Linked DNA regions of Mus musculus: regions 2, 3, 4, 5 and 6 are each linked to region 1. Evidence: chromatin contacts called from public HiChIP or PLAC-seq and promoter capture Hi-C data. All regions are on one chromosome and are shown on one strand. Each heading gives the region's core, a stretch centred on a gene start, on an enhancer-like site or on the middle of the called end of the contact. The rest is flanking DNA. Distances are from core to core; before and after follow the strand shown. Region 1 holds the start of Rtn4rl1 (reticulon 4 receptor-like 1). Region 2 holds the start of Crk (v-crk avian sarcoma virus CT10 oncogene homolog). Region 3 holds the start of Myo1c (myosin IC). Region 4 holds the start of Inpp5k (inositol polyphosphate 5-phosphatase K). Region 5 holds the start of 4931413K12Rik (RIKEN cDNA 4931413K12 gene). Region 6 holds the start of Slc43a2 (solute carrier family 43, member 2).

Region 1 (4,412 bases), core at 664-3,163:
ACTCCAAGTCAACATCCAGCCCTCCTAAATCCCAAAATAACTGCTTCTCACACTCACACCGCCCAAGTCTGCCCAATACATTGGAGTCGATGGGGCAAGGGGTTCATGGGGAGGCGGCACGGGAAGGTGGGAAAGTGAATAGCAAAGCCCTCATCCTGGCCCACAGTTTAGTACTGATTACTGGATGCTGCTGAGCAAGTCAGCTAGCCTCTCTGGGCCTTAGTTTTGTGTCTCCACAGCTCTGTTCTAAGAGTTTAGTTTGCCAGGGCTCAGGTGGTGCAGGTTCCTGCAGCTGGCAGGAACTAAGGAATACCTCACTTTGTGTTCCCAACCCTAGAAGGACCAAGCTGAAGAATGTTCTAAACAAGGTTACTTCAAACATTTGTGCAGTCTTTCCTTTCCAGGTGTCCTCTCTGCTCCACCTGTTGAACCCAGACTTTCTGAGGGAGAATCAGGTCTGATTCTCCCTCACACTCAGCTCAAACCAGGGGCCGGGACCTTAGGGTTCTGAGTATCTGTATTCGTGCCAGTGATAATGGCCTTGCTTCTGACTTCTGATCACCCCTCCAAGTTTACTCCACAGAGAACTTAGATCTCTGGTTAGATGGCAGCTGTCACATTAGCTCCACTTCCACCCCATCCCCCACTCGCATCCCGGATCAGCTCCAGAGCAACACCCTCTTTGTCTTTCTTCCAGACACTTCCATCATCTGAACTTTTCTCTTTTTGTCCTATTAGAGTATAAACTCAAGGAGGACAGGGACCTTCTCTTTTTCACTGGCTGAATTTCCACATAGTGTAATACATAAAACTCTAATATGTTCAACGAGTGACCTGGCCCAGTCTTTTTCCTCTTAGGGAGTCCTTCTTATCCCGGGCCAGTAGGGGGTGCCGGCCTCCACCTAGGATCTCTGCTGGCTTGAACCTTCTCCACACTTGGCCCAAAGGGCCCTTGCAGGACCGACCGGCTTTTCAGGCGGTACCTCCTCCCTGTTTGGAGAATCCTCTCATGGGTGGGGTCTGTGTAGGACTAAAGGGGACCGGGGAGGCCTTCCAGCCAGAGATAGCCCACCTGAACTCCCATAGTTCTTTATACGATTTTCAACTGGACATCCCCAAATGCTAGCTGTCCCGCACATCTCCCCCCAAAGAACAGTGTCTTGGAACTCTGGATGGGCGGGCGGGGTGGGGGGAAGGCTATGTCGCCGGAGCAGTTCTGGGCAGGGAAGAGCCGTCGAGCCTCACAGGAAGGAAGGGACGCGGGTCAGAGAGGAGACGGGGCAAGGGTGTTGGACTTGTCATCGGGGCTCAGGGCCGGTACACTGTTCCAGCCGCTTCTCTTGATGACCTCCAGCAGCGAAGGGCAAACAGGCGGGGGCTGGGCTGCGGGTGCGTGCTCGGAGAAGCCTGCGGGGCCGGGGAGGGCGATTACAGTGGCCGGACGACCCGCGGATGACTGGGGCAGGTACTTGGACGGACGCGGGCCGAGGATCATCCCCGGGGGCAGGTGCAGCGAAAACACCTTGGAAGGCGGCGCCGCACGGCTGAGCGCCGCTGCCCTGGGAATAGGACGGCGCTCCGCACCGCGAGCTGAGAGCACTTTCATAAATTTTGTATGGGAGGCGCTCCGTGAGCGGGGGCGGGGAACGGAGCGGGAGGGAGGGAGCTGAAGAGCGAGGGAGGGAGGGAGGAGGAAGAGAGGTGGGGGAAGCCGGGGGGAGGAAGGGAGGCGCCCCGCTCGGCGGATCGCTCGGTCCTGCAAACGCGCGCCGGGCGCTTTCCCGGAGCTAGGCTGTGCGTACGAGCGCCCTTTTGCAGCAGCCGCTGCCCGAGGGGGCGGGGAAGAGGGGACATCGGCTGGCCGGCTAGGGGGCGGCGTCCCCCCTCAAAACCGCCTGCAAAGTGTTTGGGGCGGCAGAATCAGGCCGCCGGCTCGGCGGAGCAAGCCACTCGCCCGGGGCTGAGCGAGCGCACCGCGTTGGTTGGCAGCGCCGCGGTTGCTAGCAGGCGCCGGTGCCCTGAGCACCGGGTTTGGGCTCACCATGCCCCTGCGGGACCGGGCCGCCGGGCACAAGCGGATTCCCGGCTTGCCCCCGCCTCGACGCGCTCGGATTAGCTGCAGCTGGCGCCCAGGGATTTGAATCTGGACCCCAGGAGGGAGCGCGCCTAGGCCGACCTCGGAGCGGCGGCCCCGCGGCCAACATGCTTCGCAAAGGTGAGTTGGAACCTCAGGGGCAAGTTGGAGTTGCATGGAACCGGGCCGAGCAACAAGCCCCGGGAGCCGTCGAACGCCAGGGAAATGGGTCCCGGAAGCAGCCCCCTGCTAGATGGCTGGCTTTTGTCACAGGCACCCGCCGTGCGCCTGCTGCTGGAGCTGAGCTCCCGTTGGTGGCCTGTTGAGAGACATGGGGTTTGTTCATGGGGTTTGTTCATGGATCGAGTGGCCAGGCCTCAGGGATCTGTCTTGAGGGTTCAGAGACCAGAGTGAGAAACCTTTGATAAAAAGGGAGCTGTCCTCCTGGGACCTTTGCCTCTCCATTATAAAGTTTTGCACTTGCAGGCTCCATCCCCTGCGCAGGCACCCGCCCCTGCTTCTGCTGCTTCAGCACTGAGTACAACCCGCGCTTGGGTGCAGGCAGCGGTCAGTCACCGCGCGGCCCCGGCGTTCACCACCGTTCCTAACTCCGGAGGCGCGCCGGAACGCAGGCATCTTCCCAGCATCCTACCCTTATCCCCGGGGACCAGCCCTGAGCATTTAGCGACCGAGGGTGGGGAGTGTCAAGTGCCAGAAGTCCGGTTCCTTAAACTTTCCTAATGCCTGGATCAGAGGGACGCAACCGCCAAGGCCATGTTGGCAGTGTGCGCGGCCAGAGCCAGGTTCAACTTAACGGGCGCTGGCTCGGTGACCACCTCGCCAGACTCCCCGGCAGCAGGAGCGGAGCAAAGTTGGCGCGGGTGCCGGGGAAGTCCTGCCGCGCCCCCACGTGGTTGCCGTTCTAGGTGCTGTCCCTCCGGCCCAGAAAGGGCAGGTGACCACACGTGAGCCCGCGGACCCGTTACCCTCTGCTCCCCTCCTCTGCGTGTCTCTTTGCTCTGAGGTCCCAGTGTACTAGCTGTGGCGCCCCGCTGGGATTCCCCTGTCCCTTGCCTCGGCCCGGCGGCTGCTGAGCCTTGGTGCCTGATGCTAGCTGCTCCCGCCCTGCGGGAACCAGCTGAGGCGGGAGCTCAGGTAGCGGAGGGGCCTGATCCCTGCGCTCCAGCCTTAATCCGCCCCTGTTTCCATGGCAACAGACCGAGGTGTCGTAAGCACAGGATTCTGACCTCACAGCAGGATGGGGAAGGAGAAAGCGGGCAGGGGGTGGTGGCAGAGGTGGGGGGAGCGAAGCCCTGAGATGGGCGGAGAGAAGCAGATACCGGGAGATGAGAGACCCAGATAAGCAGGTCAGACAGGTGGGTGAAAAGCCACGCCTTCGTTATGAGTCGAAAAGACTGAGTGGTGGTCCAGCCTCAGGCAACCACGGAGGTTTGGTTGCCTCACCGTGTAAGAACAATCACAAACTTGTGTGACTTGTGCCCTCCACGTGGGTCGGTACAGTAAGAAGATGGGGGGTTGGGGGGGGACACGACACATTGCCTCTTTTTCGTTGTGGTGTGGGGCAAGTCTCTGCAGTAGTTAGAAGAACCGCTTTACTGTTTAACACCCCAGTTCCTTTTCCTACAGAAAGACACGGAAAGTCACTTCAGCAACTCAGCAGTGCTGGAGTGCAGGCCAGTGTGTGTGCACAGGGAAGGTGATTTTTACTGAGCTGGAGACAGTGGAGTCTGAGAAGCCTGGGCATGGACCATGTAGACTTGCTCTAGTGGGGAAAGCTTCCCAGACAATTTTGAAAAGGCTGCCATGTCTGGGCTGCAGGTCTGTGATGGAGATAATGGGGAAGAACTGACATCTCATTTCCCTTTTGGTCTTTTGTCTTTTGGCAGTTTACAGTTAAGAATGAGCCACAAAGCAGCCCACACACTTTATTTATATGGCTTAGGTGCCCGGGGAGGCTCCAGCAGTCTCCAGTAGCTCTTTGGTATCCTTGCTAGCCAGAAGCCCAGCTCTAGACAAGTCCAGTGCATTCTGGGGGGATGCTGCCCGGGAGGGAGAAGGATCCTTTCCCTGCTCGAGAGGTGGCCACTGGAGGCTTTGGGCTCTTTCTCCCCGCACAGATGAGGTTGGCTATTGAGATTCCATCAATTGAGCTTCACACCTGGGTTGGCTTGAGGGAAACAGAGCAGAGAAGCCCTTGCCAAGGCTGGGCGGGGCGTGGGTGGCCTGGAGCCTGCTCCTGGGACACTGTGTGAGCAAATGACTTTTGTTTTGGTCCTTTCCTGGTCAATTTCCTCTTTGGGGCGCTGATCCAATACCC
Region 2 (4,412 bases), core at 1,020-3,519, 490 kb after region 1:
TTTTGCCTGCATGAACGTCTTTGTACCTGTGGGAGTCTTAGGAGAGGGTGCTGAACACCTGGAGATGGAGTTACAGATGGGTATGAGCTGTCATGTGAGTGCTTGGATTCAAATCTGGTTCCTCTCTAAGAACAGCAAATGTTCTTAACTGCTGAACTATCTCTCCATCCCTCTGAAAAGGGTCTTTCAAAAGAAGCATGAAGGCCAGGTGTGGTGGTACACACCTTCAAGACCCTTAATTCTACTTGAGAGGCAGAAGTGGGTAGATCTCCATGACTTTGAGGCTAGCCAGTGTGATCTACATAGTGAATTTCAGGCCCAAACAGGTGAGCCTCCATCTAAAAATTAAAAAATAAAAAATAAATGAGGAAGGGGAGGGCTGGTGAGATGGCTCAGGGAGTAAAGAGGTTTTGCTGCCAAGTCTCAGGTCCAGAGTTTTGAACCCTAGTGCCTACATGGCAGAAGAAAAGAACCAACTCCCCCACACTGTCCTCTGACCTTCACACCCAGGCCACACATAAATAAGTAAATACATAAGTAAATAAACATAAAAAATAACAGAATATGGAAAACAAAAAGATCCTTGCATAGGGGTGCACACCTGCAACCCCAGCACTCTGGAAGTGAAAGTAGGAGGATCAGAAGTTGAAGGTCATCCACAGCTCTGTAGTGAATTGGAGGCCAGCATATAAGAGTATGCAATAGTAAATGAATGAATATGCCTTCCTGGGGGGGGGGGGCAAAGGCAGACTGGTGTCTGACAGTTTGAGGCCAGGCTAATGTACACAGCAAGTTCTAGGCCACCCAGAACTGCATAGTGGGACCTTGTCTAAACAAACAAACAAACAAACAAACAAACCAAATCTCTCTTTCCTTTTCACTTATCCTGGGAATTGGATTTGTTGTTTCCCAGAGTCTCTTGTAAGGTCTTGCCTTGAAGCTCAGCTGTCCTGAAAAGGGAGAGAGGATAGTCATTTGCCCCAAAGGGCCAGAATTTACACTGGATGGCTTCTGCTGCTAGTTCCTGGTGACTAAGCTAGATCAAGATGAGTCACTGGTAACAAGGAAGGGGCCCTTTTCCCTGCTGTCTCTCCCAGGGCTGGCCCAGACTATGGGTGGGAGCTCTGGAAGGCCGGAGCTATTGACTAGGCTAAGGATAACTTTGGTTTTGTAGTGAGACCGGGTCTCACTATATACAAAACACAGTAGTAACAGCTATGCAATGGTGGCACACACCTTTAATCCCAGCACTGGGAGGCAGAGGCAGGTGGATCTTTGGGTTCGAGGTCAGCCTGGTCTATAAAGTGAATTCCAGGATAGCAAGAGCTATACAGAGAAACCCTTCCCTCCCCCATTTTTTTATTAATTTTTTGAGATAGATGAAGATGATCATGAAGGAAGTAAAAGTAGGAGATACACCTGGCTACAACTGAGAGTTTAAAAAAAAATCTGGCTGGTGGATATGGGAGCCCCAATAGAGAGAACTCCATTTTTTTTTTTTTTTTTTTTTGGCCTGGCTGGGCATTTTGTTTTCTTTGCCTTGAGTACCCTTCCCCACTTCATTTAACATCCTACCATTCACCCTAGGTCATCTTATCTGTGGACCCCTTCCTCTTATTTGTTTTGGTTTTATAATACAGGGCCTCAGACTCACAGGGATCCTCCTGTCTCAACTCCTGAGAGGTTGGGATAACTGTCATGAGTCACTTTACCCAGCCCTTGGGTCTCTCCAGGACTACTTAGTTGATTTCCTTGTGTTTCTGCCCCCCCCCCGCCCCCATAGCAGATGTTGTTTCCTGGTCCCTCCCATAGGTGTGTGAATTCAGTGACTTAAAGCCAGTCTGGGTCAGCACTGCACCTGCGCGGCAAATGCGGTATCTGTGGCTGCTCATAGATAACAAGAACTTCAGCTGACCTCGGGGGAAACCGAAGGAAACACGGGGAAAAGACCAGCAAGTCAGGGAGCTTTGAGGGCGACTATCATCCTCGGACCACATCATCTTTTTTAACTTCAGTCCTTTTCTTGGTGTTGCTACTTGTAGGTTCTGGGAGAAAAGACCGGCCGCTACCAATCTGTCAAACACGGATCAGTCAATTTGTAGGTTGAGGCTCCGCCCCTTAGACCTAGACTCCGCCTCCCCATCCTCCGCGGTTGGGGTCTGGGCCTGGCGGCGACGCCCAGGACGCCGCATGCGCACTGAGGGCCCCAAGGACTCCGTTTCCCTTCTCCCAATGGCGGGCGTCGGTCCCCTTCCCGGCAGCCTCCCTCGGGTAGAGGGCGCGTCATTTCCGGTGGGGAAGGCCCGCGGCCGCCGCCGCCATTTCGGGCGCTGCTGGGAGGCTGACACCGGAGCCGGTCCGCTGGGCGGCGGGCGCCAGGGCTGGAGGGGCGCGCGTGCCGGCGGCGGCCCAGCGTGAAAGCGCGGAGGCGGCCATGGCGGGCAACTTCGACTCGGAGGAGCGGAGTAGCTGGTACTGGGGCCGCCTGAGCCGGCAGGAGGCGGTGGCGCTATTGCAGGGCCAGCGGCACGGGGTGTTCCTGGTGCGGGACTCGAGCACCAGCCCCGGGGACTATGTGCTTAGCGTCTCCGAAAACTCGCGCGTCTCCCACTACATCATCAACAGCAGCGGCCCGCGCCCTCCAGTGCCTCCGTCGCCCGCTCAGCCTCCGCCGGGTGAGGGACAGGCGGGTGGGAGGCCCGGGCGGGGGTGAGGGCCGTAGAACCCTGGTCTGCTGCAGGAGGGACGTGGGCAGAGAGGGCTAGAGTGAACCTGGCGGGGGAGCTGTCTTCTGAGCAAGCTGGTTCCCACCGATGAGCGGGATTGTGGGGGAGGAGGAGCTGCTCACCGAGGCCTCTGGGTGTGCCTTGGGAGCCGGGGAAGGGGAACTGCTGCGGCCCCGGGGTGGGGCTGGGCGCCAGGGTCAGGCCCAAGGGCAGGGCAGGGCTAGGCAACTTGGGGACAATGAGTTAATGGGGATGTTACGGGGACATCATTTGGCAGTGGTACTCAGAATGGCTCTGCTAATCCTACAAGTGGCTTTTAGGCTTGAAACGTTTCCTGCAGTGTTAGAGCCGGGTTTGGCCATACTCCCCTGGTGGCCTTCGGTAGGAAGTCACCACGTACTGACTGGCTGGCTGGGAGGGATGGAGACACCCTCAGGAAGCCGGTCAGCTTTTTCCTTTCTTGGGCATTTTTCCAAAATATCTTTACCGTGCTCTTCCCTTGTGGAAGGTGGTGAACTAAGTGACTTGGTGATAGAAAAAAAATCCTTCTGTGACCAGCCCCGCGTAATTGAAGCCTAGCAGGCAAATTGTGTCCAAGAGGTTTTAAGTGTCCAAAAAAACTGCCCGCTGCAACTAGAGTTTCTAGTTTCAAAGTGATTAGTGGAGGAAGATTTTTTTCCTTTAGAAAACAAACAAACAAACAAACAAACAGGCATAAGCCAGTGAGAACAACCTTGGAAGTGAATGGCACTTCATTCTCCCTGGATTTACTTAAAAAGTGTCAGACACGTACTTCTGGGTCTTTTCTTGCTCTCTAAGTTGGTGTTGTGGTCAAAATCTTCCAGGATATGAGAACAGACCTGGCTAGCAGATAAACACCAAGAATAATTATCCCACTGTTTCCTCGTCAAGGACCATTGAGTTTTAACTGTCTTAGCTGTCTTATTGCAGTTGTCTTGGCAATGTTAAGGGAATTCATGCACTTAGCCCTTGACGTTTATGAGATGAACAGTGATTCTGAGATTTCTGTTGTCTCTGTGTATAACAGCACCAAGCTTCTTGCTTTCTGGATGTTTGAAGTGTAAGCTTTTTCCTTCTAGAGCTGAGCTAGTCTCATGAATGGAGACTCACTGGTTAGCCTTGTAGCAGACTTGCATTTTTGGGATAGCTCTAATTTAGATTTACTCCCTTTGGCCACAAAGTGGGATTCGACGGTTCTTTGTGTTAGCACACAAGTTAAGGGGAAAATTTGAGTATTGAAGTCTTTTTAGTTAACAGATATAGACCTTTCTACGTCTTGTTGTTTTTTTTTTTTTTAAGATTTATTTATTATATGTAAGTACACTGTAGCTGTCTTCAGACACACCAGAAGAGGGTATCAGATCTCATTACAGATGGTTGGAAGCCACCATGTGGTTGCTGGGATTTGAACTCAGGACCTCTGGAAGAGCAGTCAGTGCTCTTAACCATCTCCAGCCCCTTGTTGGTTTGATAATATAAAATCAGATAGGAATATTAATGCAACACAATTGCCCTAAACAAAGTAAATTCTATATTTGTGCTATCTGTAAAATAATCTATTGTTTTGTGCTAAGTGCAATAGTAAGATGAAATAGTAAGATGAAATTCAATTCTCATCCAGATTTCATAGTTCATGCTTCTAATCTTGGCACCTAGGAGGCTGGT
Region 3 (4,412 bases), core at 1,308-3,807, 460 kb after region 1:
ACTGGATGAACCAGTTCTGCTGTCAGCCCCGCTCCCCATAGTCCCAGTACACATCCGGGTAGGAAGAGCCCCAGCGGTGCTTTTAGGGATTAAGTCTTGGGTCACTCACTGGCTTAAGGTGTACTCTAGCCTGAAGCCAACCTTAAGCCCAGGGCCATGCTGTGGGGTCCTCGAGTGTTCCCCAGTTGCCACCCCTAAACATCAGTGGTCACACTACACAGGTTTCTGTCCTAGGTCACTGAGGAAAACTGTGCAGTCCTGTTAACTGTTGGGAGGGATCAGAGCAGCACTACCTTAGTTGTTTCAAAGCGGTCCTGGGTTTCAGTTCCATTCCTCGTACAAGTCTAGAAATCTTGAACGAACAAGGCTTCTCACCTACCTACTCTCAGTTCCCCCTTCTAAAATAGGATAACAACATAACTCATGGTGGTACGTCCGGCACTGACGGGAGTGACATAAGCTAAGAACACAGGAAGCGCCTGGCATGGCGGTGTCCCTCACACCCTTGGTTCCTCACTTCACTTCCCCTCTCTGGACTCACGCTCCTGTCCAGAGAGGTGGAGCAGGCTAGAAGTAGATGCCGGGACTGTGGCTGGCCTCAGGCCCGGAGGGCGGCGGCTACACGCCCTCCTTCCGATGCGGGGCGGTGGCTGCGGGGGCGCCAGCGGGCATCCTAGGAATGCGGCTGCGCCGCTCGGGATGGGTGAAGTCCGTCGGACCCCTCCACGCGCGGATTCCCCTCATTCCAGCCGCTTGACGCGGCGGGGCGGGACGGGGCGGGGCAGGGCGGGCACTGCGGCCTCGAAGCCCCTCCCCTTTCAGTGCGCTCCTCCCACCAAGACTCCTCTGGCTGGAGAGGGAGCTCAATGAGGCCGCGGTAGGGGGAGGGGAGCGAGCCCATGCTAGTGCTGGGGACTCCAAGCTCTCCCACCTCAGGTCTTCTAATGCTCTGGGGTGGACTGAAGGTCGTATCCTCTCTATGCTTTTAAACCTGGGGGCATCGTAAAGGGCGCTCCCCTTTGCCCTGTCTTTCACCCATCTTCCACCTGCAGCACCCATTCCCCTGGCCCGCTCCAAAGGGCTTCGTTCCCCAGCTGGCGCCGCACACCACCCCCACCCCCGGGTTGTGGCTCGAGCTGTTGTTCACGAAGTAATGAACCATCCTTCCCCTTGAGGCCGCAAGGCAGCACCTGTCGCAGACTCACCTCCTCCCCAGGGAGTCCCCGTCCAAGGGGTGGGGCGCTTTGGTGCTTTGGGTTCTTACTCCCCCTATCCTCCCTAGACCAAGTGTATACCCTCGGTATATGCTTCAGGTTCCTTACAAAGGGCGAGGAATAGATAAGGCACTTGAGAACCCTTTGCAAATGGTAGATATAGGGGCGGACGCTTTCTTCACTAGACAAGAAGATTGGACTCTCCCCCAAGTCCCTCAGTGCGTGTAGAATGAAAGAGGAAGAGGGTAGTAGTGGTGTTGATGGCTTGGTCAGTGCTTCATTTCAGGCAACCCAACAATTCTGGCAAGTATCAGCCAATCGGCCTCTTAAGGCACTTACTCATGATCATCATCCTGCTAGTAAGCAAAGGCCAGGCTGGTTTTGTTGTTGTTGTTTTGTTTTACCGTAGACATCCATATGCCACAAGAGGTGGCAACTGACCCAAAGTCCACTCCACTCCTCTCACACACTCTTCTCGGGCCTAAAAAGGGCTGATGTCGTCAGAGAACCAGCGAGGGTGCTGGACAGACAAGGAAGACAGCTGATGGCCTGTGTTCAGGGAAGAGCGGAGATCCAGAGGGAAGAGAAAGAAGGGAAGAGAGGAGAGGAGCCCATGGGGCAGGGCACTGAGTCCGGAGGATATTCAGGCTGGAACATAAGGTTATTGGCTGCACACGTAGGAAAGTCAGAAGGGTGCTGCCTACTCGGCAAACAGGCTTCTTTAGGGGTCATGCTGGGTCAAAAAGGGCACCCTGCTCTGACCCTAGGATTTGTTTCTTAGCTAGGGAAGAGATCTTTCAAGAGATGTTTCTCTTCTGGCTCTCTTGGCACAAGTTTGTAATCTTAGTACTCAGGAGGCTGAGGCAGGAGGCATCTTGAGTTCCAGGCCAGATTGGGCTCCGTAAAGAGACCCTGTCTCAAACAATTTCTTTTCTAAGGATTTAAAGAATGGAGCCAGTCCTTTGGGAGTGTGTATGGGGGTGGACAGTGTCCCGTACAGAGGCTCCGCCTGTCCCGGGGCGCCGGCCGTATTTGGACATTTCGTTCTATTTTTAACTTTCCCGGGACTCGAGGTTGGGGGTGGGGAGAGAAATCCTGCTTCCCCGGTGACCCACGGGCTTCAGCCCTCGTCTCGCGCGGGGTGTCCAGCCCCGTGCTGTAGACACGAGCCCGGAAGTGAGTTCCGGAGCTGTGTAGACGCGGCGGCCGCGCGGGTTCCGGGCCCCACCCTGGAACTAACGACGTTCCTCCTGGAAAACCTGACTCAGGCGGAGCCCGCGGCACGCAGGAGGCCCCGCCCCTCGCGCGCCCCCTCTTAGGTCCCGAACCCCCTCCCACCCAGCCCGGCCAGGCCGGCTGCAGTGGGTCCTAGGGTCGGGACTCCGAGCCCCCTGAGCCAAGGGGCCTGCAAGGGGCGGTGCAGGGGGCGGGCTGGCCCCTCCCTCGGTTACGCCGCGGCCGAGTACAGACCAAGAGGCGCGGGCAGCGGAGCGGGGCGCCGGGTCCGGCAGGATGCGCTACCGGGCATCGGTGAGCATGGGCGCGGGCAGGTTTGGGGTCCAGGGTATCTCTCGGTGGCCCGCGGCGCTCCAGGGCCGGCCTTGAAGCGGGCGCGGCCCAGGAATTTCGGTGGAAGATGTCCCTGAAAGTTGCTAGAACAGGAGGCCGAGGCGGAGAGGGCTGCAGAACGCTCGAACCCAGGACCATGTGGTCGCCCCTGGTGATGGCTAAGACCCCTCCCACTTGAGGACCAGGGGGCGTTGGCTGCGGTGGTGTTTGGCAGCAGCTTCGGGCTGGGTGGGTCAGGGGTGGGCAGGTCTGAGGGAGACAGGCCCTGGACTTGAGGGGTGACGGAGAAGCAGAGAACTGAGCAACTAGGGCTAGAAACCAGGGTCAGGGGAGACTTGGTGACCTCCCTGGAATTTACAGCGGCTCCCAGTACCTTCCTCTTCCTTGACACCCCCCTACCCCAGCATTTTCTAGATCTGCAGGCCCTCTTTGAAAGGAAAGCTCTGCTTAAGACGCGGCTTGAGGGTCTAGCTAAGCCTGTACCTGCCCCACCCTTGGGTGGCAGCTGGGTTTCCCCTGGGAGAACCCTCCACCTCCTGAGGCTTCTCAACGGTGGAGGAGCTGCGGGAGGAGGGGGGGCGGGGGGGGAAGCCTAGCAGCTGGAGAGGAGGGAGTGGCTCCAGTTGAGGGAGGGCAGGCCACCCGCTTCTGGGGTGGGCATCAAGTCCAGCTGAGGTGGTGGCCCATGGGGAAACCCTCTCCTAGGACGTGAGCTCTGGCTTGATCCCTAAACAACTTCTACTTCTGGGAATTTGGGGTGGATGGGAGTTGGAGAGATGGCCCCTCCCTGTCTGCAGAATTCCCTCTGAACCGTTTGTCCTCCAAAGCACCTGTAACACGTAGCTGGGATTTGAGGTCACCTGAACTAACCCACTCCTGTTCTCTGAAGAGGAAGCAGTCCTGAGAAAGGAGGAGGTTTGTCCAAGGTCAACACCAGCATTCTTTCTGCCGTTCCTAGGAGCTCCTTGTCATGTCCCACCTTCCTCAACTCAAAATGCCGCTGCCCTGGATTCCATGCAGTCGTTCAGTGTCTGCTGGGCCCTTTGTGCTCCTATGGGCTGTGTGCATGGTCCATATGTCCCATAGGGTCTCTTATCTGCATTCCAGCATCCTGCAACCCAGCCATATGTCCGGAACATGTTCTGTAGCCTGTGTCCAAAGTGTCCCTGCCTTCTACATCCTGCAGGCAGGGTAGGAAACGAGACTTTAACCTGCAGACTCTGACAGCGTCTTGTGGCTGGTTCCTCACAGGCCCTGGGCAGTGACGGGGTTCGAGTGACCATGGAGAGCGCCTTGACTGCCCGAGACCGGGTAGGGGTGCAGGACTTTGTCCTGCTGGAGAATTTCACCAGTGAGGCTGCCTTCATTGAGAACCTCCGGCGGCGGTTCCGGGAGAACCTCATTTATGTGAGTGCCATGAGCACGGCTGGGCCCAAGGACCTAGGGGAAGGTGGCAGCAGGAACCTTCAGGAAAAGCCTCTGACCCTTCTCCCCCACCCCCCCAACCCCCAGACCTACATCGGTCCTGTCCTAGTCTCTGTCAATCCCTACCGAGACCTACAGATCTACAGCCGGCAGCATATGGAACGCTACCGTGGTGTCAGTTTCTATGAAGTACCACCTCATTTG
Region 4 (4,412 bases), core at 675-3,174, 440 kb after region 1:
AGTGCACATCTGTAAGCCATTTTTGCTTTTGTCTCTCTTTTACTCTACTAAGCAATACATTTATTTTTTATTCTTAATTTTAAGTCATGGACTTAAAATATTTTATTAGTTTCAGGAGAAAAACAACAGGGCAAGCAAACTGTAAATCTTGGCAACTGCCTGAAAGAAGTCTCCCTTTTGAGCAGTCACATGGTGACAAGGTTGGGTAGAAAGAATGAAAAAACCCAAAGCACCAGGAAGAGCATGCCTGGGCTTCAGAAATAAAGAAGAAAAAAATCATACTCTGGGGGCTGGAGAGATGGCTCGGCGGTTATGTACTGTTCTTTTAGAGGAGCCGAGTTCAATTCCTAGCACCGACATCTCAGTTTACAACTGCCTAGAACTCCAGCTCCAGAGGAACCTGATGCTTCAAGTCTCCCAGACCTGCACTCTGGTGCACATGCTGGCGTGCACGTGCACACACGCACAATAGAAATAAAAAGCTTGTTTAAAGGCATGGTGCCACGGGGTTTTAATCCCAGCCCTTGGAAGGCAGGTGGATCTTTCTGTGTTTGAGGCTAGCTTGGCCTAATGAGAATACTAGACCAGGTTTGTTAATTTCACTGCAAGTGGACGAGGTTAATGTGCACCACTGGCATGCTTAGTACCCAGAGAGGGGAAAGGGCAACTGGAATTAGAATGATTATGGGCCACCGTGTGGGTGAAGGGAATCAAACCCAACTTCAGTGGTCTGTAAGTGCTCTTAACTTGTGAGCCCTCTCCAGTACTTTCAGCTTTATTACTGTGTTTATGGCTACAACTGTGATTCTTGTCTTCCATCCAGGGGTAAAGCTCAGGTGGTTAGTTAGACTTGGTAGAAGTTGTCCCCTTCCCTTCCATTTTGAGAATGAATCACAGCACAGTTCGAATGCCCTGAAACTTTAAGGTAGCCCAAACTGGACTCAAACTTGGAGTAACCAATCTCGGTGAGTTTTGGAAATAACATCACTACACCGGGTTCCAGAACATGTATTTCAGGTAGTGGAGCTTTTGTGGGTTCTTGAGGCATCACTGGGTAGCTGGTACTACAGTGTGCTAAAACAACACTCCCATTTCCCTGGGGGAAGTCATAACTGTAAAAACAACCCCATGCACTATCCCCCCTACCCCTCAAAAATTAAGACCCAGAGATCTAAAGGAAATAATAAATCGAAGTGTCTGGCAAAGTAAACAGTCACCATGAATATACACCAAATAGCAACGGCTTGTTTTTCATTCACTGATAGCTCTCGGGGATCCTAAATTATTTTGCTTTGTATTCAGCAAAACTAGTTTCAAGTTGGGCGTGGTGGTGTAATCTCAGCTGAGGTCGGAAAATCAACTTGGTCTGTATAACAAGCCCCAGTACTTACTAGCAAGACTGTCTCAGATGGAAAAAAAAATTTTTTTAAATGACGATCACCAAGTCACTTAAATGAATGGAAGTGTTCTCTGACCCCTATGAGGGCGCCAAGGAACATGAGAAATTACTTATAGTGTGGGCGAGAGAGGCCGAACAGACTACAGTGAGGCTCCCCATCCTGTCCACTCCCGGTTTCTGAGGGTGGGCAGGCGACAGCGAAGACCGTACGCTGCGGGACGATCACGAAGCAGCCCGAGTCCTCGAGCCGCAGCAACTTCCGCCCTCAACGCTCCTCACGCCCGCGCCCTTGCGCAAAGCAGGCTGGGAATGCGGAGCCTAGGTGGCCCCGCCACCGCCCACTCCCGCGTCCGGGCCGGCGGTATGGCGTCGGGAGTGGATGACATGTAGAGCCCGCCTCTCTGAGCCTGGCTCAGCTCCGCCTCTGGGCGGTTCGCTCTGCTGTAAAGCCCCGCCTCTGTCCTCCAACCGCACCCCAAAACCCTAGACACTCTGGATCCACCTCCTACGGAAGCCGAAGCGCAGTCCGAATCCGGAAGAAAAACAATCCGGAGGGAGCAGTGCTGCTGAGACCGGAGACCAAGGGCTGCTCCGGCTCGCACTAGATGCAGCACGGAGACAGGAACACACCGGGTTACCGCGAGGGAATAATGTCGGCTGTGAGTCTAAGGAGGCCGAGCGCACCGAAAGGCTTTGCACTCAGGTGAGGACGCAGGTGTAGGCCGGTCGGTTCCTGGCGGTTAGCTGTCTTCAGCCCAGTCTGATTTGTGGGGCTGGATTTCAAAACCACAGTAGGATCAAGGCTGCCCTAGTTTAGATACCCGAATTCTGTCAGGCCAGTACTGAAAGGGCTATGTTAGGATTGATGCACGCTCTAAACTTTGGCTGCCGAGTTGGTCACTGCAGATGCTCCCCAAGCAAGTGTCCAGTTGATTCTTGGAGCAGACAGGGTTAGATTGCTAAGGACCAACATTTGCCCCTACAGTTGTAGATTAGAAGTTTTGTTCCTGTTTTTCAGCAGTACATCATGGGGTCTTCTTGATCGGGCTGTGATCTCTAGAAATCCGAAATCAGATTTAGATAAGATCCTTTAGCGAGGTAAAGCCTGGTCTCATGCCCGCTCTTAAATCACGAGGAACACTGCTAATCGTCCAATTGAGCGTAATTCGCGGTGCATGGATTTGTTACTAATCATCAAAGTTGAGGATTGGGATGCCAAATCCCGAGTTTTATTTTTTATCCACTTAGAGTGGGAATACAAGGAGCCACTGAGTAAAGAAACCGGTTACCTGCCGGACAGCAGGGGGAGACTGTAAACAGACAAAATGACAGTCTCTCAGAGGACTTGAGAGGAAGGTTTTTGTATTATTTTGTTTATATTCATAGGGAGAGGCAGGGAGCTGCTTGAAGCTAACCAGGAATTTTTTTGTTTTGTTTTGTTTACAAGTCACACTTTAAGAACAGGCTCTGGTGGAGAAGGAAATGCCCCCCTCCCCTTTTTGGGTGGCTCTGCGGGATCTTGTGCTTCAGTGCCTCGGTATTCTTGGAACTCAGGTTTCATCTGTAGAGTCTGAGCTCCTGCTTGCTCTGTCCTGGAGACAGTCTGGGCTTCTTGGAGTGTTGCTATAGCAACACCCTCACTGAAGGTCTCCCTAAGTCTTCGCTTTTCTGAACTTGTGATGGATGTGGTGGTATTTAAGAGCTGTTGATTATTTCTCCTGATACTGAGACTTGTGGAGAGCGGAGGTTGGAATGTTATGTACCAACTGGCGACTTGTCCCAAGAGAGAGTAGACTCGTGAGACAGATAATAAGAAACCTGTTACTCAGAAACTTGTCCCTAGGCTACGTGAAGGCCTTGGCAGGATTTGTTGTGTGCCAAGGATCTGCAAGGTAGGAGAGGGGAAGGGAATACGCTGTCAGCCTCTCTCTTTCTGAGTTTCTGTTCTCGTAGCTCTGAAGCACATGGCCATGCTCAGTCAACCTCCAATTCCCTCTCGGTGCTCTTGGGAACCCATAGGTTGAGGAGTAAGCATGCAGAGTTGCTGACTGGGCCACAGAGGATGAGTGAGGTTTCTGTAGCTGGAGGGGCTAATAGGTTCCTGTCTCTCAAACGCAATCATTCTTTCCTTCTGGCCAATGGCATTTGAGCTCCCTTTGGCAGCTCTGTGCCAGGTACTGCCAGCTATGGGCGACTGTAAACCTGCCTAGAAGAGCCAGTTGGAGGGAGGGAAGAGATTCCTGCTTTCCAGGCATGAAAGGGAAGGTGAAAGCTGGGTAATCCACTGCTCCTTTTCCTCTTTCCTACCACACGATGCAGAAGCAAGCTGGGCATAGTGAGATTAACAACGTTAATCTCAGAATTTAGGAGGCAGAAGAAGGCTGATCTCCGTAAGGAGTTGAGGCCAGCCAGGGCTGCATAGTGAGACACAGCCTCAAAAGCACCAAACAAACAAACATGCAGACACATTTCCCATGATCACTGCAGCGGAAGCCTTGCACATACCTAGGTCTTTGCCTGCTATCTGGAAAAATCTTAGCCTCCATCCCCTGTGACTTAACATCCTTTCCACAGCGTACATGTTGTGACGTGGAATGTGGCCTCCGCAGCCCCCACTGTAGACCTCAGTGACCTACTTCAACTGAACAACCAAGACCTGAATCTGGACATATATATCATTGGGTAAGTGTCTGAAGGGCCCCTGCACCCCCTATCCCTGTAGAGGGCTGATGTAACCTGTCCTCGCTTGTGTTAGAGTCTGAAGGGGAGGAGCTTTCATCCTCCCTGGGTCCAGTCTTGTGTTTCTTGTCCTGGGTCAGCAATGGTTATGGGTTGGAGGTCAACAGCCACACAGCTAGGAAAGGGAGGCCTCTTGGTCTTCAGAATGCAGGCCTGAGAGTCTGATGATGGCTGTGGGAGAGTCAGTATCCTCCAGGCCAGGGGTGATCCTCTGCCTTGGAATGGTCAGTTTGCAGGAAATGAATTTTGGAATCATAAGCCTTCTTTCTGATGC
Region 5 (4,412 bases), core at 992-3,491, 400 kb after region 1:
TGTTATTGATGAGCTGTGCATATGTGCATATGTGGGGTCTCCATGGCCAGGCTGGGGTTAGTGGTACTCTCTAGCTGTGAAGCAAACCAGCGAGGCCAGGAAGCTCTGAGTCCCCAGCCATGCTAGGTGGCTGCTGGAAAGAGCCCTCCTTTTACGGAGGACAGGGGCTGACAAACGGGCTTGGCTTGCCTTCCGTCCTTTTATGGTTCCTGGGTCTGACAGGCTAGCAAGTGGAGCTGGCAGCAGTGGTTGCCACAAGAAGGTTCATAGGCCGAGCTGACTCAGAGCTGTCTCTCCCTGTCCCACCCTTTTTCTGAACTTCCTCTATTTTCTCTTCCTGGCTAAGCTTATTCATGACCTTCCTCTGAATCCACAGCTCCACCCCAGCTTCCAGCAGAATGAAGGCCAGCCTGAACCCCCAGTTGTAACTCCATCTCTTTTTCTTGTAGAACCAGTGGCAATCCTGTGCTACACATGGGAACTGGCTCTCTGAGAAATGAAAACAATCCAGTAGAGCCCAGAACCTTTTCCACCCACCCCTCAGACAGGGTTTCTCTGTGTATCCATGGCTGGCCTCGAACTCAGAGATCTGCCTGCCTCTGCCTTCCAAGTACTGAGACTAAAAGCGTGCACCACCTCTGTCTGGTCCAGAGCATTTTTTAAACATTTTTTTTGTTTATGTTTGTATATTTTTCTTTTTGTGTGTATATATATGCTATATATATGGGGTACCTGCAGAGGCCAGAAGAAAGCCCAGGAGTTGGAGTCACAGGGAGTTGTGAGTTACCCAATGTTAAGGGCTTAGAATCAAACACAGGGTCAACCTCTAAAAGTCACCTAGGGCTCTTAACCACTGAAGCATCTCTCCAGCCTGTGGAAGCATTCTTTAGATGAGACAAGTCACCCCAAAGAGTGATGAGCATGCATTGGTCTCTGAGAGAATTGTCTGTATTGGGGTACTGTGTACTTGAAAGCTGTGGAGAAGCTGGGCGGTGGTAGCGCATGCCTTTAATCCCAGCACTTGGGAGGCAGAGGCAGGTGGATTTCTGAGTTCGAGGCCAGCCTGGTCTACAAAGTGAGTTCCAGGACAGCCAGGGAAACCCTACACAGAGAAACCCTGTCTCGAAAAACCAAAAAAAGAAAGAAAGAAAGGAAGGAAGGAAGGAAGGAAGGAAGGAAGAAAGAAAGAAAGGAACAAACGAACCTGTGGAGATCTGCGAGAGAGGGGGAGATGTGAGCTTGAACATGGTCTGATCTGGATACCAGTGGCAGAAGAATGATAAATCAAAGAGTTTGAGGCTAGCTTGGGCATACAGTAAGATACGTAATAAAATGCCTTATAACATTTTTGTGATATCTCATAATAAAATTAATTTAAAAAAGAGTAGCTCACACTTCTAATCCTGACACTTGGGAGGCTGAGGCAGGATTATCAAAGCTGAGCTACAAAGTCAGTCTCAGGACAGCCTGGGCTGCAGAGGGATAGCCTGTTTCAAAAGAAAAGATAAAGAGCCGGGCGTGGTGGCGCACGCCTTTAATCCCAGCACTTGGGAGGCAGAGGCAGGCTGATTTCTGAGTTCTAGGCCAGCCTGGTCTACAGAGTTAGTTCCAGGACAGCCAAGGCTACACAGAGAAACCCTGTCTTAAAAAAAAGAAAAAGAGAAAAAAGAAAAAGAAAAGAAAAGATAAAGAGCGGGGCGTGGTGGTGCTTCCCTTTACTCCCGGCACAGGGGTCTACACAAAGAAAAACAAACAGAAAAGAAAGAAGGGGAAAAAAAGATGTCCCTCAGGGATGTGGGATTGTCTTCGTGTAGGACTTCAGGTACGGTGGATCAGATGGAGTCTCTTGGTGGGCCAAAGGCTGAGAACTGTGAGAGTGCTGCAGAATGGGGGGCCCAGGATTGTCTGGGGGTATCCCTGTGCTGTCCTGGCTTCATGGTGGGTGCCACGGTTGGAAGAAAAGGGAAATGCCCACCTTGAGGACGCCCACAGCTGGCAGTTTAGCTTGTGGTGGCTCTGCAGCATGGCGGAAGTGGTGAGAGAGGGCAGGGTAGTCGGGGCCTGGGCCCAGCAGGAGGAGCCTGGGAAGTGTCGCTGGTCCAGATTCAGCTGTCTGTGACCTTCCTCAGCCTGGTCTCACTCGGCAAGACAGCACTGACAGGAAGGCAGCAGGGCTGCTGTGGGGAAGTCGCTCCATCGGTAGCTTGAACCTTAGTTCCGGATAGTCAGAAAATTCTAGAATGGGGGATTGAAGAGTAAAGAAGTAAGGAACAGCCCCCTCCTAGAGTCTCTGTCAATGACCCCTTTGTGACTCTTCAGTGGTTCCCATGAGAACAGTCCAGTGTCGTGTGACTGGCAGATTCATGTCCTATATCGGAGACCAGGACTTGAACCCTTGGAGCTTCTGATTTGGGGAGAAGAAAGGAAAGGAGAAGGCCCTAGATTTATAATCATCTTGATGCCTGAATCAATATTTGGGGGCAGAATTAGTTTGTTTGGCCAGAGTCTTTAGCCCTGGCTGTTTGACATGGGTGTGTCCACCAGTGTTCCTGGCCCACCTCCTGTGGACAGGGCAGGCTCAGGGCATCCTTCGTCTAATGCAACCTGACCTGACAGGGCTGTATGGGTGGGTCAACAGAGTACTGTTTTTCTTTCTTACTTTTGAGACAGAGTCTTACTATATATCCTTGGCTAGCCTGATACTCAGTATGTGGCGTGCAGTGGCCTTAAACTAATTCATGGTGGGCCTCTTGGCTTAGCCTCCTGTGTGCTGGGACTACAGCCACCTGGGTGGGTCACTTGTGCCAAACTGTATTGCTTTTTCTTCATGTATGTCATTCAGTGTTTCTGCTGCACATTTCATCTCCCTGGATTCCTACTCGATTGATTATCCAAGTGGTAGAGTCTCTTCTTTGTTTTACTGAGTGACATAGGCTATGGGACAAGGGGACAGCTCTCAAGGGCAAGGTGACATTGTTCTCAACCTAGGGAGGCTGGATCCAGGTCTCCCTGGGGCCCCTTATCTGATTTTGTGGTCTAACCCCCACCTTTACTGCCACCCAGTCTTGAATCTGGCAACCTTCCCAGGATGTAGAATGGTTGGTTGTTCCAAAGGGAACCTTCTGACGTGGTGTCCCTCACTTGGACTTTGTACAGATCTGTCTTCTTTACCTCTTTGGATTAACAAAACTGCCTTGCTTGTCTGATTGGGATTAAGGGATCAGAATATCAAGAGAGATTAAAGGGGAAGAGGCTAGCACACAGACTGATCCTCTTAGAGCCTGCCCTCTGATCTGCCCCTGAAGGGAATCCCTGAGGACCGTGGTCTTTGCTGGCCCCAGGGCCCCTCTCCAAGGAGCACTCCTAGCACGGCAGCTAATCCTGCCCACAGGCCCTCTCCCCAGCGTGCCCTTTAGGATTTGCTGAGTCAGTTGTTCAATGTCCTTATGACTCTTTTCCAAAGCAGAGGTCCTGCTGCTTCATGTGGAGGAAGCCCTGGCTCAGCCAAACCCTGACCCATTTGATATGGGTTTCAAGTGTGCCTTAGCAGGTGTTGAACTGGAAGGGCACAAGGGGCAGTGTGGCCACCCGTGAGGCACCAAAGCGGCAAGGGTATTGCTCGGGATTAGCAAGATCGAGGTAACTTGTCTTAGCCTCTCAAATGTTTCTCTTTGACAGGATTAACTGAGCCTTGATCACTTACCTTTCCTTGGCATTCTGTGCTGGGCTTTTGCTTTGGAAACTTGGTGAGCTGTACTAGTCCACTGCTCTACCCTGTAGATGTCTCCCAGAAGTTTTCTTGCAGTGCTTAGGGGCTGAGGTGGAGAAGGCGTCCAGGTGTGACAGCAGACCCAGAGCTCTGCATCCTGTTCTTAGAGCTGACAGCGCTGTGCCTTGGAGCTGATGCCAGAGCTACTTGATTTTAGATCTGAGAGAGAGAACACCCCTCGTCTCACCCCTGGGGTGTCAGGAGTTTCAGGGAGGATGTAGAAGGCAAGGGAAGCTTTATGTCCACCTCAGCTGGTTGGGTAATCGAGTTCTCGTCTAGTTTATCCTCGGCCTTCTTGGCCCTGGCTACTATGGGGAAGATGCATTTTGGAATAGATGTAATTTCCTGCTCTGCCACTGTTCGTTTTTCTCTGCACTGTTCATTTTCTTGCCTTCTGTGTGGTTTTTGAAACATGAACCCTGACTGTCCTAGAATTTGTTATGTTGACCAGACTGGCCTTGAACTCCCAGAGATCCATCTGCTCTGCCTCCTGAGTGCTGAGATTACAGGCCACCACACTCAGAGCCTTTGGCATGCGTTTCTTTCCCAGTTCATTTCTCTTGGAAATGGGGGTGGGATCAGAGCTAGGCCTGGACACTGTCTTTAAGTCATCGGTTCTACACCAAGCTGTCCTGAGAGGGTC
Region 6 (4,412 bases), core at 518-3,017, 340 kb after region 1:
TCCTCAAGCAGATTGCTTAGGAAAAGGATTGAAGGGCTTAATCTATTGGCAGATAGTAGGTCCAATTTGGAGCTTATGAGATTTCTGCACAGTAGGTCATCAGGCCCCCAAACCCACCAGCAAGCCTAGACCAAGTCTGGGAGAGCATGCACTAGCAGAATGGCTGGCGAAGGTTCTGGGCACCAGGGGGCGCACTCGAGCTGAGGGAAGCTGAGTCAGGCTGCTGGGGACACCCTTAGCTCTAAAGCAAGCCGGCTCTTGAAGTGTGGAGAATCTGAGGGATACCGAGTGTTTTCTGAGGGGAGGTTAGTGCCTCTCGTCAGGGAGACTCGGACGGACAGCCAAATCTTTCGTGCTGAGGCTCCATTCCACGTCCAAGCAGGTCCTCAGAGCAGCGCAGCTCCGCTGATGATACAGAAAGGACGGAGCTCTTTGGACCCCTAGTGATCTATCGCGCTCTCCAAAGTCAGACTTAGACTAACTAGGTGCTCGGGATTGCTCACAGCATGAAGAAGGGTGGACGAGAAAGTGTGCCAGCCACATGAAAGAGTCGTTTGGGAAAGTGGGAGGGCAGGGCATGCCAAGGTGACCGGCCTGAACACTGACCGGTCTCTGAAGGCACCGAGAAAAGAGGGCGCGGGATGGGGATGGCGACAACTGGAGGACCAGGGGCTCTTAGTCCAAAATCCTGACTACAGACCCTTAAGGGACACCGATTAAAGACCAGGCAGGAGGCACCTGATTCCAGGCAAGGACCCGGTGAGTCGGGAGATCTAGCAGGGATGCGGTAATTATGCCACGACCTGGGTCGGGGTGTTCTGATACCCGTAGACAGCGCCTGGATAGGACAACGGGGGCTAGGCAGCGAGGAGCCCGGACACAAAGCCCAAGGAGCAGGCCGGGAAACAGCACAAAAGGGCGGTAATGGCCTGCGGAGTTGGAGCATCCGGCCCTGGTTCTCTCCGGGCGAGAACGGTGGTCTATACTGCGGGCCGAACCGCACGGTGCTTGGAGCCCAGCTCGCTGTGGACCAAGACTCCCTGAAACGCTGACCCATGAACTTGACAAGGAAGAGGGCAACGAGAAGGGCGTGGGGCGATGCCCGCGGCGGTCACCGGGTCGAGGGGCACTCCAGTTTAACTGGGTAGAGCTGGGCCTGCCCGAGCCGCCCCCCAGCCCCCCCATTCCTCTTGTTTGTCTCCAAGTCCGGCCGGAACCGGCTTCTGCTCGCCGGGGGGCGGGTGGGTAGCTGCTGATTGGCCGACGCCTGTTTCCAGCCCCACTCAGCCAATCAACGGGCGGCAGTGTTTTTCATCTTAGGATAGGAATAAAAGGGCTGGAAATAAAGGGGACAGAAAAGGCGCCGGGCGGGCCCGATACACACTGGTAGGAGCCGGGTGAGCTGGACTCCCAGGATCCGGGTCTCAGACGAGGGTGCGAGAACCTGAAGCCGCTCGCAGGCAGGGGTTGGAGGGAAGGTGCATACTTGTCAGAGGGACGACACCGGGAGGGAGACGTAACGAAAAAGGCCAGGAGGACAGAGGGACGGGATCCGCTTCTATGGAAACGGGCTAATCGCCGGGGTAACAGCCCGACACGGGGGTCGCGCGGTTGGCTCGCGCCGCCGGTTTGAACCGGCTTCGCCTCTCCCATGCGGGGTTCGCGTGGCGGTAGCGCCTAGCGACCTAAACACTAACCAATGGCGCGGCAGTTCCTGTGCGGTCCCGCCAATGAAAGCGCCGTGGGCGGGCCGTTTCGGGGCTCCCTGTGCTGATTTTGTGGTTGAAGGAACAAGCACTAAGGAAGGGTCTCGAGTGCGGGCGGGCGGGAGCCTGTCAGGGTCCCTGGGAGTGGCAGCTCTCAGGTGAGCCTCTGCTCAGGTGACCTTACTACGAGCTGCCTCCCTTTCCGGCCCCCAAAGTGGCTGTTCAGTCTTGCTTGGGATCAGGACCCGCTCCACGTCCTTGAGCATAATTAGCCCTTTTCCAGCTGCCATGCCTCAGTTTACCTCCGAGTGAACTAAGGGAGAAGCCTTTCCTCTTGGCCAGCGGGGCTCCACTGTGGCCTAAGGTAGCGTTACCAGGTAGCTGCGGGTACGGGGTGGCCCAGGTCCCTGACAGGGCTAGGGTTCTTTTCTTTTGCGGCGGGCACCTATAGCCTGGGCTGCAAGGGACTGACAGGCTGTGCGCCAGCGGCTACACGGGTTGGGTAGAGCCACCGCTGAAGCTGAGGTCTGCGCGCAGGTGTCTGCAGAACCGGAGCCCGACCACCGCCACACCGCACCATGGCGCCCACCCTGGCCACTGCCCATCGGCGCCGCTGGTGGATGGCCTGCACCGCTGTGTTGGAAAACCTCCTTTTCTCCGCAGTCCTCCTGGGCTGGGGTTCGCTGCTCATCATGCTCAAGTCCGAGGGCTTTTACTCCTACCTGTGTACGAAGCCAGGTGAGATGGGCGCCTCGGTCGGGGGCAGGTTTCTGGAGTGGGTCTTTGGGAGAGGGCGGTTGGTGGTGAAGATGTAAGCCAGCTATGCCTGCTTGCTGCACAGCGCCTCTAAGTGCCAAAAAGCCCATTTGATCCTCATCCAGCTCTCTGGGTGCGTATCATTATCATCGTCCCTGTTTGTGGATGGAGAAACTGAGGCTGGGACAAGTCTTCCATTTGCCCAAGCTGTAGACTAATAGACTAATAGACTCCTGCGTGCAGTCAGGAACGTTGCTGGCCTTCTGGTCTTCCAGGGCCTGCAGCATTGCTTGCCTTGCAAAAAAAAAAAAAAAAAAAAAAACATGTGTAAGAAAGAGGAACTCTCATAGGCCGGGGTGCAGCAGGAGAGAGGAAGTGGCTTCGCCTCCACCCGAAGGAAGGTTCATCTAGACCTACATGTTTTTAAGTCAGGCCATTATGGAGTCCCCTTAAAGGCTTGCCAAGATAGAATTTCTTGTCTATTTTTGCTGCTTTATGATTCTCCAAAGGCCATTTCCTCTCCTGAACTGTGAGAACATCTCAGTGGCTTTCAAAACATCGTAGGGAGGAAGAGGAAGGGAGACAGTGGTAGAAGGATGCTTAGACTCTCCAGGACAGACTGCAGGCAGGCTGAGGCTGGCCCACACTACCCCCACCCTTCCTTCTGCCACTCCTGTCTTCATACCCTGGTTGCTGTAGGGTCATCAGTGGGGCCGAGTCAGCTGCCATCCTCTCCCCTTCTTAGGCATCCTTGGTAAGAACTGCTTCTTGCCTTTGTCTCTTGTCTCTGCCCCACCCCGTACCCAGGCTTGACTCTGTAGGTCACTGCTGGCATGTCTTTTTTATTTCTAGAGTCCTATTCATTTACTTTTTTACTTTAAATTTTTTCTTACATTTTTTTATTCATTTATGGGGGCCACAGAACTGGATGACTGACAGAGGACTGCTGTCGATGACAGAGGACTGCTGTCGATGACAGAGGACTGCTTTTGGTTGTTGACACTCTTTTTCCACTATGTGAATTTATGAGGTCAAACTCAGGTTGACAGACTTGGTGGCAAGAGGTTCCACGCCCTGAGTGTCATCTCTAAGAAGTGGGCTTGCTATTTATTTTATTTTATTTTCAAAATAGGGTTTCTCTGTGTAGCCCTGTCTGTCCTGGAACTCAACCCCTAGACCAAACTTGCTTCAAACTCAAGGATCTACCTGCCTCTGCCTCTTGAGTCCTGGGATCAAAGTGCACCATTATTGCTGGGCTCTCAAGAATTTTTTTTTCCCTGAGACAAGGTTTCTCTGTGTAGCCTTGGCTGTCCTGGAACTCACTCTGTAGACCAGGCTGGCCTCGAACTCAGAAATCTGCCTGTCTCTGCCTCCTAAATTCTAGGATCAAAGGTGTGCGCCACCACTGCCCGGCTCTAAAAATTTTTTTGTCTGTAAGGTTGTTTGGTCTTTTGTTCTTCACAAAGGATCTTGCTATGTAGCTGAGGCTAGCCTTTAATTTGTAATAATTCCATCTCATTCTCCTAAGTGGTGGGCTGACAAGCCTATACTGCCTCACCCAGCCTCTCATTCTTAGCAGGAAGGGAAAGCCTTGGACCTGCTCCCACTGCCTGGACCCGAGTCAGTTAGTCTTCACTTCCCTTCTCTGATCTGCCCAGAGGATCCTTAGTGTACAGAGCTTAGCAGGAGAGGAGAAAGGTGGGAGAAAGGGAGAGACCAAAGGCCACCTGGGAGAGGGCAGAAAGCCTATCATTTATAACCAACCTTTAGCCTTTAGCACTCAAAAATGTTTCCTAATAGCCTAAGGTTTCTTGGCAGGTCTTTCCCCACATCAGCAAGAAATCTTGAGAGACTGAGAGTCAGACCTTGTTCCCTGACCAAGCTTTCTCTTTTGCTTCTGGGATGTCAGGAGATTAAAGGCCCCTCTGAAAGGAACAGGTGGGAGTGTTG

The links. Promoter capture Hi-C pulls out the DNA fragments that hold promoters and counts their contacts. HiChIP or PLAC-seq counts read pairs in DNA pulled down with a chosen protein or histone mark.
Region 2: a contact with region 1 is called in an H3K4me3 HiChIP or PLAC-seq map of embryonic hindbrain, with 3 times the contacts expected there. The contact joins the promoter of Crk here to the promoter of Rtn4rl1 in region 1. A contact is called at or near these places in 2 of 39 promoter capture datasets (the C10 cell line and pre-B cells), 2 of 115 datasets of contacts at active chromatin or transcription factors (embryonic hindbrain and large pre-B cells) and 1 of 9 other capture datasets (pancreatic islet).
Region 3: a FOXA1 HiChIP or PLAC-seq map of pancreatic cancer cells shows a contact between it and region 1. The contact joins the promoter of Myo1c here to the promoter of Rtn4rl1 in region 1. A contact is called at or near these places in 4 of 39 promoter capture datasets (the C10 cell line, hippocampal neurons, liver and 1 more), 3 of 484 Hi-C or Micro-C datasets (Th1 cells and embryonic stem cells), 4 of 115 datasets of contacts at active chromatin or transcription factors (epiblast stem cells, large pre-B cells, pancreatic cancer cells and 1 more) and 2 of 9 other capture datasets (liver and pancreatic islet).
Region 4: a contact with region 1 is called in an HNF4G HiChIP or PLAC-seq map of pancreatic cancer cells. The contact joins the promoter of Inpp5k here to the promoter of Rtn4rl1 in region 1. A contact is called at or near these places in 5 of 39 promoter capture datasets (the 3T3-L1 cell line, cranial neural crest, fetal liver and 2 more), 1 of 484 Hi-C or Micro-C datasets (embryonic stem cells) and 8 of 115 datasets of contacts at active chromatin or transcription factors (the 230-238 cell line, double positive thymocytes, embryonic midbrain and 4 more).
Region 5: an H3K4me3 HiChIP or PLAC-seq map of bone marrow-derived macrophages shows a contact between it and region 1, with 5 times the contacts expected there. The contact joins the promoter of 4931413K12Rik here to the promoter of Rtn4rl1 in region 1. A contact is called at or near these places in 4 of 39 promoter capture datasets (cranial neural crest, liver, pre-B cells and 1 more), 10 of 484 Hi-C or Micro-C datasets (B cells, the C3H10T1/2 cell line, CD4 single positive thymocytes and 4 more), 6 of 115 datasets of contacts at active chromatin or transcription factors (bone marrow-derived macrophages, embryonic basal ganglia, embryonic hindbrain and 3 more) and 1 of 9 other capture datasets (embryonic stem cells).
Region 6: a promoter capture Hi-C map of neural stem cells shows a contact between it and region 1. The contact joins the promoter of Slc43a2 here to the promoter of Rtn4rl1 in region 1. A contact is called at or near these places in 14 of 39 promoter capture datasets (the 3T3-L1 cell line, 3T3-L1-derived adipocytes, the C10 cell line and 7 more), 3 of 484 Hi-C or Micro-C datasets (all in embryonic stem cells), 18 of 115 datasets of contacts at active chromatin or transcription factors (the SCID.adh cell line, T-cell acute lymphoblastic leukemia, bone marrow-derived macrophages and 13 more) and 2 of 9 other capture datasets (liver and pancreatic islet).

Annotation. Positions count from the first base shown.
Region 1 is chr11:75,192,080-75,196,491 of GRCm38.p6, forward strand. Rtn4rl1 (reticulon 4 receptor-like 1) reads left to right here and starts at 1,914. Exons shown (of 2, transcript NM_177708.5): 1 at 1,914-2,215. The coding sequence starts at 2,203.
Region 2 is chr11:75,676,990-75,681,401 of GRCm38.p6, forward strand. It overlaps Crk (v-crk avian sarcoma virus CT10 oncogene homolog), which reads left to right and starts at 2,270. Exons shown (of 3, transcript NM_133656.5): 1 at 2,270-2,675. The coding sequence starts at 2,435.
Region 3 is chr11:75,653,458-75,657,869 of GRCm38.p6, forward strand. It overlaps Myo1c (myosin IC), which reads left to right and starts at 2,558. Exons shown (of 32, transcript NM_001080775.1): 1 at 2,558-2,744; 2 at 4,035-4,190; 3 at 4,296-4,411. The coding sequence starts at 2,727.
Region 4 is chr11:75,629,096-75,633,507 of GRCm38.p6, forward strand. Inpp5k (inositol polyphosphate 5-phosphatase K) reads left to right here and starts at 1,925. Exons shown (of 12, transcript NM_008916.2): 1 at 1,925-2,102; 2 at 3,974-4,081; 3 at 4,368-4,412. The coding sequence starts at 2,005.
Region 5 is chr11:75,592,559-75,596,970 of GRCm38.p6, forward strand. 4931413K12Rik (RIKEN cDNA 4931413K12 gene) reads right to left here and starts at 2,242. Exons shown (of 2, transcript NR_166698.1): 1 at 1,976-2,242. The region is part of intron 2 of Pitpna (phosphatidylinositol transfer protein, alpha); the gene reads left to right.
Region 6 is chr11:75,530,345-75,534,756 of GRCm38.p6, forward strand. Slc43a2 (solute carrier family 43, member 2) reads left to right here and starts at 1,768. Exons shown (of 14, transcript NM_001199283.1): 1 at 1,768-2,070; 2 at 2,244-2,444. The coding sequence starts at 2,285.